Linked DNA regions of Ovis aries: region 2 is linked to region 1. A link is a contact called in public Hi-C data. All regions are on one chromosome and are shown on one strand. Each heading gives the region's core, a stretch centred on a gene start, on an enhancer-like site or on the middle of the called end of the contact. The rest is flanking DNA. Distances are from core to core; before and after follow the strand shown. Region 1 overlaps PAG1 (phosphoprotein membrane anchor with glycosphingolipid microdomains 1). Region 2 overlaps LOC121820344 (a long non-coding RNA gene).

Region 1 (5,238 bases), core at 1,242-3,741:
CAGGGTGCCCTCCCTAATTGCCTAGCCACTCTCAGTAACATTAACATGTTTTACTTTCCTAGAACCTAATACCTGCTGATAGTCTCTTGTTTATGTGACTATCTCCTCCCATGAGAAAGTCAGTGCATGGAACACAGAAAGAACTCAATAAACGCATACTGAATGGATGAACACGTTAACTAATCATTGGCCTGCAGTGCCAGCCTTGGCAAGGCTCTCACTCTGTATGCTGGAGGCAGAAAAAGTGCATTTTTCCATGCAAGACAACAACTGTGGGACAAAGTTTCAATTACATGATATCTGTGCTCAGGGGAAAGTGTTACAGAAATATAATTTCTGTAAACTGATCCTATTAAAGAAAGCTGGCATTTAAGTCATTCCTATATCTTTACAGTAGCCCATAAAGTGAAATATTCCTTTTCTTTCTTTGCACAACTGAATTTTCCAAAAATTTCATGAGACGCCCTTAAAACAGTTAGCTGTGCATCATTAATGCCAAAATCACCTCACTTACAATTTTCTACTTACCGACACAAATAAAAGTATTGTCACAGTCTTTGGAACAAAATATCCCTTAACAAGGGGAAGCAGTAGGGTCCAGAGAGTATGGTAGGCCCACTCCTGTTATAACTGTTCTCAGCTCCTTTAGACAGTGCGGGACAATGGAGCACAGTCCAAAGGATCCTGTGTGCTGCTCCCAGAAAATGGACGTGCATTCTGACCACAGCATGTCTCGAGAAGAGGCTGTATAAAGAGACCTTTATAAAGAAGCCTATTCGAATGCATTTCTGTCCAACTCCGGGACTCATTAATGTGTAAGGAAAGATTTCCGAGACGCATAGGTGCATTAGGAATAAAAGCAAACTCTGAATAGATGACAGTTCCATTTTAGTACCAGCTTCCCCTCTCCCACTAATTCAGAGAAATTACATTCTATACAATAGTTTTCCAGCAAAGACCCTGCCGCCCATCTTTCTCGTAAAGGAAAGGCAAAGTGCAAGTCTCCACTTGGGAACTTTAATAGGTTCTCCTGCGTGTGTGATTGTGGGGAGTGAGTTGCAAGTGAACTAGCAGCAGATGAGGCAGGAGGGCGCCCAGTTTCGGTTTACAGAGTTACACAGAGGAAAAAAGAAAACAGCTGGTTGCAAGGCTGGAAGCAAAAGTTCTGAAAGGAAATCAGGCCCCTGGGTGCCAGCCTCATGAGGAGATAAGCGCAGGCTTCATCCGAAATGGTTTCTGGCCTGCAGAGGCCATGCGGCCAAGAGGATATACTAATGAGAACACGGTTTCAGGGGGAGAAGTCGTCACATCAGCTGGGTGTGTGCAGCTGCCCCGTATAGACATCCACACCCTGAGCTGAAACCCAGCATAAACCGGGGATGTTGCTATTGTTTAGTCTCTTCCTGTCCTTTTGTTAAAAGTAGTATTTTTCAAACTATAGTTGATTTACAATGTTGTGTTAATTTCTTAATTTTTACTATACATCAAAGTGATTTAGTTACACACACACATATGTATGTATGCTGCTAAGTTGCTTCATTCGCGTCCGACTCTTTGCAATCCCACGGATTATAGCCCACCAGGCTCCTCTGCCCATAGGATTCTCCAGGCAAGAATACTGCAGTGGGTTGCCATTGCCTTCTCCAGTATGTACATATATGTACACCCACACAAACACACATCCTTTTTAAATACTCTTTTCCATTATGATTTATCGCAGGATATTGAACATTGTTCCCTGTGCTATACAGTAGGACCTTGTTGTTCATCCATTCTAAATATAAAAGCCTTTAACTGCTCACCCAACTTCTCACTCCATTTCCCCCCAACTCTTCCTCCTTGGCAACCAAACTTCCCTGCTGGTCCTTCCAGTGATTCGATGGCTTGTTACCAATAACAATAAACAGGTGTTGCCGCCTCTACACAGGTGGTTCTCAGTGATGGCTACACTGAGAACCAAGCACCAGCCTGGCAAAGCTGCACCCTCCCCCTGGCACTCCCCTCGACCACAGTATGGTAATCGGTAATCACATTTACTAGAGGCGAGCCCTGGACATCACCAAGGACTAAATCTCTCCAGGTTGTTAGTCACTCAGTCGTGTCTGACTCTTTGTGACCCCATGGACTGTAGCCCGCCAGGCTCCTCTGTCCATGGGGATTCTCCAGGCAAGAATACTGGAGTGGGTTGCCATGCACTTCTCCAGGGGATCTTCCCAACCCAGGGATCAAACCAGGTCTCCCACACTGCAGACGAAGCTTTTTGCAGTCAGCGTGGAGAACCACTGCTCTAAAAGCCACTGGAGAGAGGGAGAGAGACACATAAGAGGGATCAGAGGGTCCACTCCAACAGAAGGGGGCAGCATCCTCACAGCACAAAGAAGGTGGGGGGCATATTTAAACGAGAAGATGTAGCAGTAACAAGGTGGGGCCCTTGTGTGCTGTCAGCCCTTTGATAACAGGAAATGTGGTAACAACAAGCAATGTTTGAAAACTCAAGAAAGGAAGACGCCTGGCACGAGAAGACAAACTTGTCCTGGCTAACCAAGACAGAACGAGTGGGGCTATTTAAAGCTGGGAGATAAGAGAGAAAACGAATCTTGGGAAGAGGTTGTAAAACCTGTGAGGAAAGTGTTGGCTGAAGCTGGAGAAGGAGGTGTCAACTAAGATGCTCCAGAAAGAAATCAACGCTAGAAAAGGCGGGGTGCGCACTTCCACTGCCAAACGGTAATGACTCAATACCTGTACACATGGATGGTTCCCCTTTAGACAGAAATTTTGGTGTCACCCTTGAAGCAATTAAGAACTGTAAAAAAAAAAAAAAAAGAAAGAAAAGAAAGAAAGAGGCAGCAAATTACAGCATGTATGCAAGTGCCCACTAACTTTGGCTCACGTTGCTCTTTAAGAACTTAGTACTGCCTTGATGATGCTTTGAGCCTTAGAAAAGCAAAATTCTTGGATGTCCCTATAAATGTGCAGTTTTTCGCTAATGCAACTCTATACCCTCTTTTTTTTTCTCATTTGCAGAAATGGAGTTCCCTTGTTTATAAATGGGTCCCACAGTCTAGAGTACAATTCTGTTTAAGTAACACCGCTGGAAGGGCATGCTTGCTCACATGCCACAAAAGCAAATGTACATGTTGATCAAAATACTCAATGCTCATTCCACAGCTCATCCTAAAGGAGGCCAGCTAAAACCCACTGCCATCTCAGTTACAATTTCACCAGTGGAATCTGGAAATTAACAGAGATGTGAAATTTATGATTAAAAGACTAGCAAGGTTTGCTAAATGCCATTAGGCAAATACATAAGATGATTATGCAGGATTTTAAGCATTCTGGAACAAGTCTGAAATATCTTGCTTTAATGGGTATCCTCCTTCTAAGTTGTGATCCCAGTAAAGACCCTTATGTCGTTTTTTTCCTGTCTTCCTTTCTTAGATTCTAAATATCTTCAAGAGAACTGACTCCAGTGGATTCCCTACCTTGGCTTTTCTCTTCTCCTTTAGGTGTTCAGTCTCACAGCCCACGATTTTGTGACAGGTGTGATGGTTACCAAGCATGAGTCTGGGGTTGCTGCAGTGATGTCTACCATTGTTACATTTGGATTTTCTTCAAGGCCATCTCTTCTGACCCTTAAAAGCTATCTTCATCATCTGGGACCCTGGACCTGGTGGAGGAGGGGCTGGGCTAGATGAACATGGCTACAATCCAGGCCTAAAGCAGGGAGGTAAAACCACAGACATAAGAGAATGTGGGTCTGGCTGGCCATAACACATCCGTACCTGGCCCTCATCCACTGAAACTGAACAGCTAATCTGGCATTTTGTCAAGTCTGATGGGAAGTTAATGATGTGAAAGAAAGACAAGTATACCCATGGCTAAGCTGTATGAAGCATGTATGTGGCAGAGGAGATGTTGGGGGCGGGGCTGAAGGAGGATGGGACAATTATTTTTGAATGTAATATCCTGGACAGGTTCACAAACCTTTAGCCACAATTTTAAAATGCAAAATTTTGTGAAGAGTGTCTTTGTTATTTTGCTACTAAATGAATTTGTTCCAAACCCTGACCTGAGCTGACAAGTCTTTTTCTGTCCAACTAAATGAGAATATTCATCTACTTTGCTGTAGAAATGGTTGTCTCCCGTATGCCACGGGAGTATTACCTAACCTATAGGATGCAAACTGCATTCCCTTTCTGAAAGCTGGATGGATTCTAAAAGACATTTGGCCCCAGAGTGTCAGGCTAAAGAACTGCTGACCTGCATACAACTCCCCAGACAGGCGAGTTCTCCAGATTTAAGCCTTGTATTATTTTCCCACATCATGCAGGTGTTTACCAGACCTCAGCTTTTCAATGATTTCTACAATATTATTTTAGTAGACACATTTACAGGGAACTAAACAGGACAAAGCTAAGAAACAGGCATACCATGTATGATTTCAGATATGCTGCCTTAAACACATGAGCTCATCTTTTCCTCTGTCAACTTTTTCACTGTCTAAGTCTGGGAGTTCTGACCCTGAGCATCCCCAGTCTGGGCCACAGCAGGTGTACTATGCAGGTAGTATGAAAAACATGATGCTGATTTTCAAAAAGAAGCTATCAAACTGTGTTAATTTTTGTAAAAATGTTTAATTCTTTTAAAATTTTATGAAAAAATTAATATTCCGGGACATCCCTGGTGGTGCAGTGGATAGGAATCCACCTGCCAATGCAGGGGACATGGGTTTGATCCCCGGTCCAGGAAGATCCCAAAAGCCGTGGAGCAATTAAGCCTGTGTGCTACAACTACTGAAGCCTGCATGCCGTAACAAAGACCTGGCGCAACCAAAAGTATCATTAATTAAATAAATTTCAAAAATAACATTCCAAATAAAATGTCCACAGATGCGTCTTTTAGCAAATGGAGACAGACAGTGAGACAGAGAAGAGAAAAAAGACATAAAGATTAGCTCTTGCCTGGGACTGGCAGTGAGAATGCAGAATGAACACAAAGGGGCACAAGGGATCTTTCTGGGGTGATGGAAAAGCCCTAAAACTAAACTGTGATGGAAGTCCCATAACTCTATCAGTTTTCTACAAATCTATGAATTGTACACTTAACATGGGAGAGTTTTATGTCATGTAAATTATACCTCAATGAAGATGTGGAAAAACTAATCCTAAATGTTGGGAGTAATACTGTTTATGTCAACACCTCTTCTTTTGTCCTGATGTTTCAAATTAACACCAGTGC
Region 2 (5,601 bases), core at 1,032-3,531, 140 kb after region 1:
AAGGAGAGGCAGGTTCAAGCCCTGGGTAGGGTAGATCCCCTGGAGGAGGAAATGGCAACCTACTCCAGTACTCTTGCTGGGAAAATCCCATGGTTAGAGGAGCCTGGTGGGGTGCAGTCCATAGGGCCGCAAAGAGTCAGACACAACTGAGCAACTAACTACACATTAACAGATATAAACTATTATACACAAAATTGATAAGCAACAAGGATTTACTTAGCACAGGGAAGCGTACCCATTATCTGGTAATAACCTGTAATGGAATAGCTGTTCACTGTTGTTCAGTCATTAAGTTGTGTCTGACTCTGTGACACCATGGACTGTAGCATGCCTTGCTTCCCTGCCCGGCTTCCTTGCCCTTCACCATCTCCCGGAGTTTGCTCAAACTCATGTCCATTGAGTTGGTGATGCCATCCATCCATCTCATCCTCTGTCATCCTCCTCTCCACCTGCTCTCAGCCTTTCCCAGTATCAGGGTCTTTTCTAATGAGTCGGCTCTTTGCATCAGATGGCCGAAGTACTGGAGCTTCAGTTTCAGCATCAGTCCTTCCAATGAATATTCAGGGTTAATTTCCTTTAGGATTGACTGGTTTGATCTCCTTGCTGTCCAAGGGACTCTCAAGAGTCTTCAGTCTGCAAAAATACTGAATCACCATGCTGTATATCCGAAACTAACACCATATTGTAAGTCAACTATGCCTTCATAAGAAACCCTTCACTGATACATAGGATACCATGGATGAACATTAAAAACATTGTATTGAGTGAAAGAAGCCAGGAAAAAAGGACTACATGCTATATGATTTTATCTTCTGATAATTTAGAAAAAGAAACACTAGATGGACAGAGTAGGAGCTGAGGAGCTGGGAGAGGGGTGGGAGGAAGGGGTTGGTTGCGCAGGACAATGTATAATTTTGGGGCACAAGAAATGCTCACAATGGTGGTTGTGGATACACAGCCCTTTACATTTGCTAGAACTCATCAAAGTATACCCTTAAAACTCCTGAATTTTATCAGTCATACCTCAATAAAGCTGATTAAATATCTACTAAAAACATGTCTTTGGAAATACGCTGCAATCTGATACAAAGATATTAGTACTGCTTTCTTTTGAAGAAGGGGGAAAATGGTTAACTTCTTGTTCCCATTTATGAGAAATGCCTCTGGGGCACGTTCTAGCAAAAGTACAATGGGAGACATACTTTCTGCTTCAGCCAACATGGCTTTGAATAGTTCTTCTCATTTCACATTTGACAATTACAAATTCTTCTTTGTGTTCTTCCGTGACGTGTTTCCTGAGTAGGTTTTAAAATTTTTTTCTTTTAAGTAGGACTGGGGCTGGACAGGGGGCCTGGGAGGGGAGTAAGTGGCTGCAGGCCTGCGCTCTTTCTAGAAAACAGGCAATTGGTAGTCTAGGATTTCCATGGTTTGTAGCTGAGCTGCCATGTGAACTTGATGTGACTTGACCTGATATATCCATCACATATCTAGAGTATTTTTATTGTAAACCTTTAGTTGTCATGAATGCCTCAGACTATGATGATTTGGGCGGAGTCTGTGTTATCTCAAGGATTGTAGGAGGTCCCCTTGACCTGTTCATGAGGAGGCTGGGTACTTCTATGAGTGAATTTCCTTAGAGTCAGTGCCATTCATAGATATGACTGTTTCAGCTCTTTGGGTAAAGCCTGCTTGAGTTTTGATTTCAACCTGAAAAACTGATGACAGAAGATAAAAATTAGGTTCGGCCTCTTAAATTCATTTTCTGGATGTTGTTTCTCTTTAATCATCCCTGTTAAATACTTGTACCTATTATCTGACAGGGTGGAGTAATATATAAAATTCACTCCAAGGAGACACGTGGTGCCCAAGTCAGACCTCGGGGTATTAAGGACCTGGCTCAGTCCCTCAGGATTCTTCATTCTCTAGATTTACTGTGGCAGACAAAGGCACGATAACCTGAAACCAGAGACAGCTTCATCTAAAATAGTCAACTCACAATATCCCCCTCCTCTGTGAAGGAAGAAATGAGAAGACGTGCATCCTTTTTAATTTTATTTTGTAGACTACACATTTCCAAATATGTGGGAAAGGATTTTGATTGTGATTCTTTTTTTACTTAAAAAGTAAAAAACTTCCTTTTACAGCTTAACTACAGAGTGAGACTTATTATTCCTGTTCCAATCTACTTAATTTGAAGAGAAACAGTTACTTCTAACGAGTGCTAAAGATCCCATAAAGGCTTCCAAGATTCGACAGTGCCCAGTCCAAACTCTGCCAAAGTGGGCCGGTTCTGCCATCTAGCGACTACCCTGACAAACTACATTGGTAGGGTATGGCCTGCTCTGGCCTGCTCAAGCCCAGAGAATTTTCATTTAATGAATTATGTGATTAGTTTGGGCCTTTGTGCCTTTTCATTTCTATCTACTATGTGTGTGACCTTGGGAAAATTATTTAATATTTCTGAGACTCAGTTTATTCATCTGTAGAATGGGGATAAGGGCTTACCCCTGTGATTTTCATGAGATACATGTGAGATAATATATGGAAAATGCCAATCAGAGTGCCTAGGCACAGGGTAAATCCTGAATAAAGGTTTGATGCTGTTATTATATTTCTTATTATGATAATTAAAATTATGCAAGTCTAAATATGAAAACAAAAATAGGCTGAAACACAGGAAATCAAGTTATGGATATATGAGTATTTCAGAATACATCAAGTCTACAGTATTTATGGGCTTCCTAGGTGGTAAAGAACTTGCCTGCCAATACAAAAGACATAAGAGACATAGGTTCGATCCCTGGGTTAGGAAGATCCCCCCGAGTAGGGCATAGCAACCCACTCCAGTATTCTTGCCTGGAGAATGCAACAGATAGAGAAGCTTGGTGGGCTATAGTCCATAGGGTTGCAAAGAGTCAGACAAGATTGAAACGACTTAGCATGCATGCATAATATTTGAAGCTTGGAAGAGAATCAGGTTTATTTAGGTGTTTTGTGTGCACTGCCAACAAATGCATTATTGCAATTATTCTAGCCTCATTCCCAAGTCTTTTCCCACCTCATGTTGAATGTTTCCATCACAGCAGACAACTCAATACTCTGCTCACATTTTAACGTCTTTCTTCCTCTTTCTGGACTATCCTCTCTCACATCTTTACACTTCACAATCCTTAACTCCTAACTCAAAGGGTAGCTTCCTGTACATACTCCTTAGTGCTGTTGCAGGGTTAAATCTCATGCAGCCCTTTACTCTCATCTCTATTAGAGAGTTTGTGCTGGGGAGAGCTGGGAACCGGGTGTATGTAGCCCCATAACTAGAGTGTGAAGTGCTTGCTGTGAGGTCTTACGTGTTTTCTTTTTATCTTTTCTCTCCCAATCCAATGCGTTAACACAAAGACTTCACACAATAGGTGTTCCATAGAAGGTTGCTGAATTGAAATCAGTTTGGCAAGTGAATACTTAGAGCAACTTTTTTGAAAAGGCTGAATGACTCTTAGAATCTTCTAATGTATATTGGACTAAATTGGCTTAATGGTCTGAGTTGTCAGGGTTAGTCCATCATAATATGCTTTGGGATTAAAAATTAAGTAATATTTATAATAATAATAACAGATTTTTATTAAAGAATATTTTGAAATTACCAAAAAGCAAAAAAGCTCTACTACCCAAATATTATTAATATTTGATATATTTTTCAATATTTTGCCTATACAATGCTTTCATTACATAGCTGTGATCCTTGTTTATTTGCAATCATATACCCTGATTTTTAAATTTAGTATATTAAAAATATTTTCCCATTAAACTATTTGCACATTAAAGGCATCATCATTTGAAAAAGCAGAATCTCACTGAATAAAAGTGCCAAAGTATACTTAACATCATAATATTTCAGGCATTTAGCTTGTTTATATACTTTTTTGGCTGAGTTGTAACAACACAAAGTATATCTTTGGGCATAAAGGTTTTCTTTGGCTAGGATTATTTGCTTTTATGAGTCCCAGAAGTAAAATCCCTATTGCCTTTCTTTTCATAGTGAGCCCTGATAGACCAAGAATTGGAATCTTATAATAAACGGAATGTCTTGTTAATAGAAAGATAACCAGGAAAGGGGTTTAGACTTATGGCTCTTGGTTCCCGTTATGAACTTTGACCTCTTAGAACTTATTGAAGATGTGAAGAAAGGCTTTATAAGATTAGGCTGAGCCAGCACAAAAGCACACTATTTTCTAAAACCATTCCCTGATATTAAATTGTGTTTTTTATTTTTAATTGTGTACTGAAGTATAGTCAATCTATGATACTGTGTTAGTTTCAGGTGTTCAGCAAAGTGATTCAGTTATATATAAACATTTTTTCAGAATATTTTCCATTATAGTTTAAAGATATTAAATATACTTCCTTGCTGCTTATGTATTTTATGTATAGTTGTTCACTGTTTCTTTGCACATTTGTGTGTGTGTGTGTGTGTATTTTATTGTTTCATTTTATAAGTGAAATACTTAGGCCCAATATGTGTTAGGCTTCCCCACTGGCTCAGCAGTAAAGAATGTGCCTGCCAATGTAGGAGACCTGGGTTCGATCCCTGGGTTGGGAAAATCCCCTGGAGAAGAAATGGCAACCCATGCCAGTATTCTTGCCTGCGAAAACCCATGGACAGAGGAACCTGCTGGGTTACAGTTCATGGAGTTGCAAAGAGTTGGACACAGCTGAGCAACTAAACAACAATATGTGTTAGCCAAATTCACATCTTTGTTCCACAAAGAATGATTGCTTTGGTTCCTAAATTTATCCATTTGTACATTTATTATTCATTTAAAAATACTGATGGACACCTACTCTATGCCAGGCACCTCCATCAGGCGTCTAACCAGGCATTAATGAGACATTTCTTGAAAGGATTATTATAACTTAATGAGAAAAAGACTAATAGACTATGACCGTGCCATATGAAGCTTCCCTCATAGCTCAGCTGGTAAAGAATCTGCTTGCAATGCAGGAGACCCCGGTTCAATTCCTGGTTTGGGAAGATCCGCTCCAGTACTCTTGCCTGGAAAATCCCATGGACGGAGGAGCCTGGTGGGCTGCATTCCATGGGGTCGCGACTGAGAGACTTCACTTTCAATTTTCACTTTCATGCATTGGAGAAGGAAGTGGCACCCCACTCCAGTGTTCTTGCCTGGAGAATCCCAGGGACGGGGGAGCCTGGTGGGCTGCCGTCTATGGGGTCGCACAGAGTTGGACACGACTGAAGTGACTTAGCAGCAGCAGCAGCTGGAGAAGGGATAGGCAACTCACTTCAGTATTCTTGCCCTTCCCTTGTGGCTCAGCTGGTAAAGAATCCACCTGCAATGTGGGAAACCTGGGTTTGATCCCTGGGTTGGGAAGATCCCCTGGAGAAGGGAAAGGCTACCCACTGCAGTATTCTGGCCTGGAGAATTCCATGGACTAAGTCCATGGGGTCTCAAAGAGTCAGATATGATTGCACAACTTTCACTTTCATGCCACATGAAACTTACCTTACAGAAGTAAGAACAGCATGGCTTTGGGAGCAAAATGGGGAATTCGTTCTATCTGGGGTAATAAGGAGACTTCACCTAG

What was found. Hi-C and Micro-C count contacts between places; a contact is called where the count stands out from the background.
Region 2: a Hi-C map of blood shows a contact between it and region 1, with 2.6 times the contacts expected there. The contact joins two enhancer-like sites. A contact is called at or near these places in 3 of 16 Hi-C or Micro-C datasets (blood and skin fibroblasts).

Annotation. Positions count from the first base shown.
Region 1 is chr9:57,393,885-57,399,122 of ARS-UI_Ramb_v3.0, forward strand. All of the region lies in intron 1 of PAG1 (phosphoprotein membrane anchor with glycosphingolipid microdomains 1), which reads right to left. Among named protein-coding and RNA genes, the nearest start is that of PAG1, 16 kb to the right of the region's middle. Within about 2 kb of position 2,492, at least 7 of the 54 cell types and tissues checked have an H3K27ac peak or open chromatin away from gene starts, as enhancers often do.
Region 2 is chr9:57,533,165-57,538,765 of ARS-UI_Ramb_v3.0, forward strand. It overlaps LOC121820344 (a long non-coding RNA gene), which reads right to left. Exons shown (of 3, transcript XR_006060847.2): 2 at 5,520-5,601; 3 at 1-1,707. Among named protein-coding and RNA genes, the nearest start is that of FABP5, 40 kb to the right of the region's middle. Within about 2 kb of position 2,282, at least 2 of the 54 cell types and tissues checked have an H3K27ac peak or open chromatin away from gene starts, as enhancers often do.